Linked DNA regions of Bombyx mori: region 1 is linked to region 2. The links are chromatin contacts, called in public Hi-C maps. All regions are on one chromosome and are shown on one strand. The core of a region is the stretch at or near the end of the contact, and the rest is flanking DNA. Distances in the headings are between cores, read along the strand shown.

What was found. A called contact is a pair of places that touch in the nucleus more often than the background predicts.
Region 1: a Hi-C map of midgut shows a contact between it and region 2, with 1.9 times the contacts expected there. The contact joins the promoter of LOC101740354 here to the enhancer-like site in region 2. A contact is called at or near these places in 5 of 7 Hi-C or Micro-C datasets (middle silk gland, midgut, an unstated tissue and 1 more).

The regions. Positions count from the first base shown.
Region 1 is chr16:12,199,679-12,203,896 of ASM3026992v2, reverse strand. LOC101740354 (myotubularin-related protein 3) reads left to right here and starts at 2,040. Exons shown (of 21, transcript XM_062673111.1): 1 at 2,040-2,338.
Region 2 is chr16:12,149,887-12,154,071 of ASM3026992v2, reverse strand. It overlaps LOC101740354 (myotubularin-related protein 3), which reads left to right. Exons shown (of 21, transcript XM_062673111.1): 4 at 1,522-1,697. Among protein-coding and RNA genes, the nearest start is that of LOC101743625, 30 kb to the right of the region's middle. Within about 2 kb of position 2,916, at least 1 of the 8 cell types and tissues checked has open chromatin away from gene starts, as enhancers often do.

The DNA.
Region 1 (4,218 bases), core at 791-3,290, 51 kb before region 2:
AAATTTGTGGCTAGTAATGGGCTATACTCTTTTTTTTACAATAAAGTTACATGTTCATCAAATAACACCGAAATTTAGTTACCGTTCTTATATATTTACCCATTTCACGACCACGGCTCTGCGTAGTTATATTTAAATGTCCAGTCTGATTATATCCTCATTTCAATAAGAAAAAATACAAATACATTTCAAAATGTATTTCAGTAGTGCTTGTTTGTTGACAACGGTCCGGGAACGTGGGCGGCTAACTGTGCCACTGCCCACTTCACTCGCGAGGAATCTTTCATGAACGATTACATTTATTTGAACTCTTCCATTGCTTCTTTCGTGACAACCTTGATCTGATCAACTTCCGATTTCGCCAGTAATGGATGTGATCGTATGCAATCGTTTAGTTTTCAGCGTTGTATTGGAAAGATTAACATTTTTGTCAGTTATCAATGCCCACCTTAATTTGGTGTTATTTCGCTTCCTAGTTACGATCTCAATTCTACATTCGTTCTCTTTTGTAACACTGGCAACTTCGACTCTGATATTTAAAAATATTTGAAATATAGAAATACGAGATATATCTGTTTGATTTATTAATTACATTCCATTATTATACTTTCACAATAGCGCTACTGATTGTGTTACATGACGTCAATGTTTCATTCGAACAACTGGTGTAGGTGTATGTGAATACAAACCTTTACATTCGATTTCAAAGTAAATATTTTTGTTATCGCTTTCATTGTTACTTTTGTCGCTATGGTGATTAAAACCGTGCACGCCACTGCAATCTGGTATTCTGCGATAAAAGCAATGGTACAAAACCTATTCGTTCCATCTTTGCGTTTGATATAAATTGTACATATTCTCGTTTAGCTTTTGTTTGTTGGTATAAAAATATAGCGTTTAGAATTGCTATCTGCCATCACCCTTAGATATGTTCTTATACGGAAAGATAACCTTGAAGCATCCTATAATCCGATATTAAGGCAATTGCACCATCTGTCTTTTCCAATAACACGTCTATAGCAGAATCACGTGCTCTAAATATTTAGTCAGTCACTGTGGGATTTTTTTTTATTGCTTAGATTTGTGGACGAGCTCACAGCCCACCTGGTGTTAAGTGGTTACTCGAACCCATAGACATCTACAACGTAAACGCGCCACACACCTTGAGATATAAGTTCTAAGGTCTCAGTATAGTTACAACGGCTGCCCCACTCTTCAAACTGAAACGCATTACTGCTTCACGGCAGAAATAGGCGTGGCGGTGGTACCTACCCGTGCGAACTCACAAGAGGTCCTACCACCAGTAAATCACGTGCTCTAAATATTTAGTCAGTAGTGTGGGATCTTTTAATCTGGTTTGTATTAAATAAAACTATATGAAGCTCTCGGAATCGTTTGACCTCTTTACGATCGAGCGCTATCTTCACATACCATTTTAATAAATCATATTTAGTTGTATTAAAATCGACAGGCAGACAGATAAAAAGTATTGATGGTCAGAAAAGGACATCTGTATTCAAGCATGTGAACCTTGCCTTCATTTCGTTTCTCATGTAATTTTGTCCTGGGCACTGAGCCCTCATGCGATTTGGGACCGAAAGGAAGTAGGTATAAACTTTGTATCCGCCTGAATTTAAATCTTAAGCGCTTGCAGTACCTTTTACAATGTAAGGATGCATTATGAACAATGGTCATGACCCATAATTTTTTCATGCCGGTCCGCGTGACTCATTTTTCGATTAATCCTTCCTGCTTAGATGACATGTAGAGTATACGAGTAATCTTATCTCATAAACAATGACAGATTGAATACACTGATTCACTAGATAGAAGCGCGTGTTTGTTTTCAATGATTTGTTTATTTTTTATTAAATTGATTCAATTGGATTTTTAATTGCCTAGAACTATTTTCAAGTATTAAATTGCCAGACGCTTGTGACATTCTTTTAAATACTAGTAATTCCTACGAACTGTGTTCGAAAAGTGTGGATGTTTTTTGCAGATATTGTATACGCGCGTGTTTGATGACGTTGCACAATTCTCGGTTCGCCTGCATTATAGTAGCTTGGAGACGCGGTTGAGACGCCGCCGGTGTCCCCTCGCGATTCGACGCCCCTGCCCCCCGCGGTACTACCGCGCCTCCAGTTGCTCCGCAGCTGTCGCGCGCGTCGGTCGCGTGTCTCGTGCGACTTTGCTACCCATCCACCGTAATATGGATATATACTACACCCGCGCTCTTATCGAAATCCATTTCGCATATTTGTGGCTACGCGAAGTTTCCGACAAACGTAAATGGATTATTTTGTAGAGTGAAAACGGGAAACAAAAGTTTTATAAGGTCTGCTCTGGAATTTCTAATATGGCAATCGTTGGCGCGCCGACGTGTTCGGCACATGGCTTCATAATAATATGGTGCTTGAGGAAATTACGTCACGATCTACTACAGTGTTATAGTATTGCGAGAGTGTAAACAGTGTTCTGTTTAAGTTAACTTTATAACTAAAAAAAATCTAATGAAATAGAGGCAGATAGTTGATGGCGCACTCGTGGCGTCCACGTTACACTATGGCGGGCTTATAGTCGCATCCATTTCAACGAGTCATTTTCTGTAGTTGTTTATCGGAATAACTTTAAATACATTTCGGTTTCAGTAATTGATGTAGCATTTTAAAATAAATTGCGAACAGACGCGGATAAGTATAGTTTGATCCGAAATATATAAACAATATTTTCTTAGTTTAAGTATATAATATGGAATAATTCAAATTCTTAAACCGCATCGAATGTAGATATCGCTTTGTTCAAATTCAATGTACGATTTCGTCCGAGGTCACGAGCTTAAGAAATCGTTGGCTAATTGGTTTGGTACCACCAATGGATTATTTGAATCAACACTTCATTCTAAGTTTATCTAAATAGTTGTTACGAAAACGGGATTGAGTTTTTAAGACTGATTGTATTTTTGTATTTCGTATTGTACTAGAGTAAAAATCCTTGGTCATTCCACGTTAATTTACACAAGTCGGGTCGTATCCGTCCAAGAATTCTAATGTGTGCGCAGCGTCATTGCAACATGGCCGCATGGCCTACCACGGTATATTAGTTCAATCTGTCTGCGGAATTCACATATAACATCTTCTGAAATTTATGTGCGCCTAGTACTCAATACCGTAAGATAGAGAAACGAAATTAGCCAAATTGATACAAAACAAACCATTTCAAACTAGTTTTAAATATTTAGATGATTCTCAAACTTTTTTTGAACGTGTGTGTGTAAAAATGTGGTTTTTAATATACACATACTCCATTTACCTCGTACATTTACGTCTGATCTCGATGAACATGGTTCGTTTACCTGTGCAATAATAATGACAACAACATGCTAATTGTTGGCAAACACGCAAGGAATCTCAATTAATCTAATTAAAATATAGTATGTCACAGACATTACTTTACTACTCAAATCCTTTATGGAACCCAAGCAAGTAAAACTTTGTAGTATTTACCTTACCTGCTCTAATAATTTATGAACTAAATAATAGTATTTTAAAAGGATTCCATTGGTATCGTAACTTTCTCGAACGGCCGATGATGCTTAGAAGGTTAGGACCGCACCGGGCAGGAGGTTATGCAATGGATAGTTGCCACGTGGCGCTATCCCACCGTCTGCGCATGTCTCGCTCAGATCATGACATTGCACTCTGGGAACACCGGGTCCTACTCACGCCGACACTACGACTTTCTCTCTCACGATCCGAACGGAAACTCATTGTAGTAGTAGATTCTATCAATGGAAAGATATTATACAGTTTTATTTTTCTGTCGTAGCTAATATTTGTGCATATTTAATGCTTCGTTGACAGACAGATGCTCTTTTACAAATATAGTTTAGATTATGAGTTGTTAAAGAAACTATGATTAGATTTTTGTCGTTTTAAATAATACTAGTGGTCCCACAGTAGTCGAAATTCGACTATAATTAATTGAAATTGTAAGTTTGTATACCATTATGATGCTATTGTCAAAGAAAGATCACAGATTTCGCCAAGACAAATATTATTATAATAAAGACAAACATTATTTAATCTATTCCCAATTTGACCACAGACTTTAAGTAATAAGAAAAGTTTGACAATAGTCAAATAGTATGCATGCGTGTGTTGTATTTGTCAAAGACAGGGTAGTGTGTATAATGTTTTTTTACTGATTTAATGTATT
Region 2 (4,185 bases), core at 1,667-4,166:
GATGGTTGGATGAGCTCACAGCCCACCACCAGGGTTGTGAGCCACTCACAGGTACCACAACCCTGCCTATTTCTGCCGTGAAACAGTAATGCGTTTCGGTTTGAAGGGTGGGGCAGCCGTTGTAACTATATTTGAGACCTTAGAACTTATATCTCAAGGTGGGTGGCGCATTTACGTCGTAGATGTCTATGGGCTCCAGTAACCACTAAACACCAGGTGGGCTGTGAGCTCGTCCACCCATCTAAGCAATAAAAAAAGAGTTAATAATTTACATAAAAAAAAAAAAAATTGTTGTAGTCTTTATTGGTGTTGTTGATAAACAGTCCCCTATCTAAAACATTATCGCACGTGTCAGGTATCTTAATAGAATCATTTTGTTTGTAATAATTTTTAATTTCATTTTCCACATAACGATTATCACGTTAAATATTGCTCAGAAGCTTAGAAAACACGGGAATGAATGCTACATATGATTTATATCGATGGATAATGTAGTTATAGGTTGCACAAAAAATAATGTAAAGCAAAAGAATGAAATACAAAATACTCGTAGATTATATTTTTAATTTATACAGATGAATAAAACAAGTTTCTTGTTATTAGAGAAATTAGGTTAGATAACCAATATTTCGATATGTAAATGATTCTAATTTTGGGTTACTCATCACAGACATTTTGAAGGGTATGTTTTTCATCGCTTAACTTTTAATTAACTCCCTCGTAGATCTTATAAATCGACAGTTTTGTAAAAATTAACCCATGCATTTCGATCCGGTAGCAGATTCATTCGCGAAGCAGCTGCTCTTGAGTTGTTAGGTCTCCTTCGGAGGCGCTCGAGCAACTGTTAGCAAATCCCACCCCTCCTGGCTGAGCCACCTGTCCAAGTGCTGTTGCTCGCCCACCTGTCCAAGTGAAAATGGAAAGGCCTCCGGGCCACCAGTAATCCTTCAATCCTAAAAAAAGGTTTTGTAAACATGAATTACATAGATACCTAAATTCTGAGGCACAGTCCGACAACTTTGAGAGTCACTGTGCTAATATTATTTCAGACAAGAAAACAACGTACTTATAATTAAAAAAAAAACTATTTTGCTTCTGGCTCCGAAAAGCAATACCATTCCGATACAATTAAAATTTCCACTTTAGTAATTTGGCTGATAACTGGTAGCATTTAGCTGGTAGCGTCGTCGTGTCTATGAACTCCCCACCACCGGATCGGAAACGCGACCCACTGAGAAGATCCTGCGAAAAACTCAGTGGGCTGTGTCTATGGGTTAATTCGCTCGTCGAGCCCTTAGTCGCAAGCGACGGGTTCGACGAGGACGGTGACCGGTGCTTGTGGTGCCTAAAAGCACCGTTAATGGATCGAGAGAATCCGTAATGACGTGCTTTGGGCGACGTCGACTGTTTACCATTCGGTCTACAGGATCGGCCAATTGACGCTTCCTAACATTTGTATAGAAAAAACAAGGTTAGATGTACTAGGAATGCATAAACGAAATAGATGTTGTTTGTTCGCAGTGGGTCAGTAGAACGGCAGATGGCGGCACTATCGCCATGTCGAACTACAGATTACACGCTCAGCCGAGACGCCGACACGGACCCGGCTCGTCCGTTCCCTTGCGTCTCATCGATGCTTTGGAGATTCGGGATATACAGCATCTGATCATTCTTTGCAAGAATGGTGGCCAATTGAAGTAAGTACCATCATCTGCTAGTGGATATGATACCCTGGTAATAACAGTAATAGATAATCTAAACGAATTAGCTTATATAAGAAAACTAGTTGTACCCGTCCGCTTTGCTGGGCATTTAAAATTAACATTATTATTTCTCACCCCCACAAATATTCTCATCATTAACGCCCCCGCAACTGGTGTAGGGAGTCCAACACTCATAAATATTAGCCTATCGATTAAGTACATGTATTTTCCACATGGATACCAAATTTCAAGTCAATCGGATGCATGGTTCAGTAGTTATAACGGAACATCCGTAAAAACTGTAGATTTATATATTAGTATAGGTAGATGACCAGTTGTGATTGACATGTAAGATTTTTTTGCGAAGATTCATTATTATTGTACATAGTATTTCCGCGTGTCTCACAGTGTTCTGGTTTCTAAAGTATCGCCTTTTTAAAGTTTCGAACTCCACGCAATATCCTCTAAAATTATAATTAATATTATAATAATATTATTATCTCGGACTTTTCCAATACTTTACATTTTTCTTGGTCACGGACGACTGTCCCGTGAAAGTCAGAAGTAATACGATGACAATCCATGATCTCACGTTTTATTTTATTGTCATTGTTATTGTTATTCTCATTTTATTTATTTTATTATACGTATTGAAAGGTAGAAGTTGTTTTACGTCTACAAGTCGCGAGAATCGAAGAAAATACTCCAATATCCCTAAACACTTTCGGAGTATGAAAGTCTTCACTCCAATTAGTTCACATGTGTCGCACCTATGACTTTTTTACCAAACTACGTTCTAGTTTTGTCTACCAATTCCTCTATGGCAATTATAGATTACTTACATCAAGTAACTGAATGGTACCCTCGAGAGGGGAAAAGATTAAAAGGACGACCGTTCCAAAGGTGGGTAGACGATATAAAGGCCGTTGCAGGCTCTACGTGGAAGAGGAAATGCCACGACCGGAACTTATGTCAGGATTTGGGGGAGGCCTATGCGAAAGCAAAACAATCTTAGCCGATATCAAATGAAAAAAAAAATTACCTAAATATGAATTAAGGTTGTTAATAAAGGCTTCTTTATCTTTATCTTGCATCAAGTGTGACGGAATATTTTAACCTTTTTTTACCTTCAAACAAGTCTACATATTTTCATTGGTACAGCTCCTATCATTTAGGTCCGATTCGGTCAACCGTTGGTCAAGCGCGGGCCAACGTTGGTGATAGCGTTGTTGTCATTACGCCGAATTGAGGTTACCGACAGATAAAAACATTGGCAACAGCCCAAAGAAAGTGATATGTAAAATTTTCCTTAAAAACAATAAGATAACCGTTGCCTAAATGATTTTTAAATTATTATTTTGTTGTATCCCGAAATCGTTATCTGGTAGCTATGCGCTCACACCCAAAAGGGTGAATTCTGTAATGTTTTTTTTTTTTTCTAAATAAGTTCAATGTTTATGTGTGCAGATTTTATCCAGTTGTGGGTCCTTTTCAATTTTGGCGCCAAAAAAATAACGATTTCATGAATTTAAACTTTCTTTAATTGTTCATATATTTTTTGGTATTTAGGCGTGTTCAGAGTAAAAAATTCTTCATCACAATCAAGTCAATCTCTCATTTATTGATAATCTATATATTAATACGTGAAGTAAAAACTTTGTATCCCTTTTTACGAATATTGCGCGGACGGACGGGTATGAAATTTTCCACACTTATAGAGAATATAGAGAAGAAGTGCACAATGCTAATTTTTTTTTAAATAATGCTTAACAGGTACAATAAATCAATAAAGGAAACATTACACACACTACCATGTATTTGACGCACACACGCATGCATACTATTTATTTATTGTCAAACTTTTGTTCTTGACGTTAGGGTCAAATTGAGAATAGATTAAATATTGTTTTTCTTTATTAATATTTTTCTACAGTGTAGTCTTGGCGAAATTTGTGATTAATGAAATAGAATCATAATATTGTACAAGCTTACAATTTCAATTAAATATAGTCGAATTTCGACTACTGCGGGATCACTAGTATTATAATATAATATCCATTTATATTTTTCATTTTACGCATTTGATAACGCCAACACGGATGACAATTTAAATAGGAACTTTTTTTAGAAAGCTTAGAAATCGTACTTCTTTTGTTTTTAACAATGTTCTAATATCCAGTTAGTTTTTCCTTTATTATTGTTTTATATACTGATTAAATAAAATTGCCGAATTCCAACACGCATTACTGTTAAAATAGCAAACAAATTAGAATTTGAATTTCAAACCAGTGATACGAATGAAATTTGGGGAAGTTTTTAATGTATATAATTCCTAATTTAACCGTGTTTACGAATATATAGTTATAGGACCACGTGCCTGTTGTCATGACAACAAATTTACTGTACTTATAATGACGGTAACATTAAGGTTATGAGAATTAAATCAAATAACTCGCTTTTGGCTCCAAATTTGAAAACGACC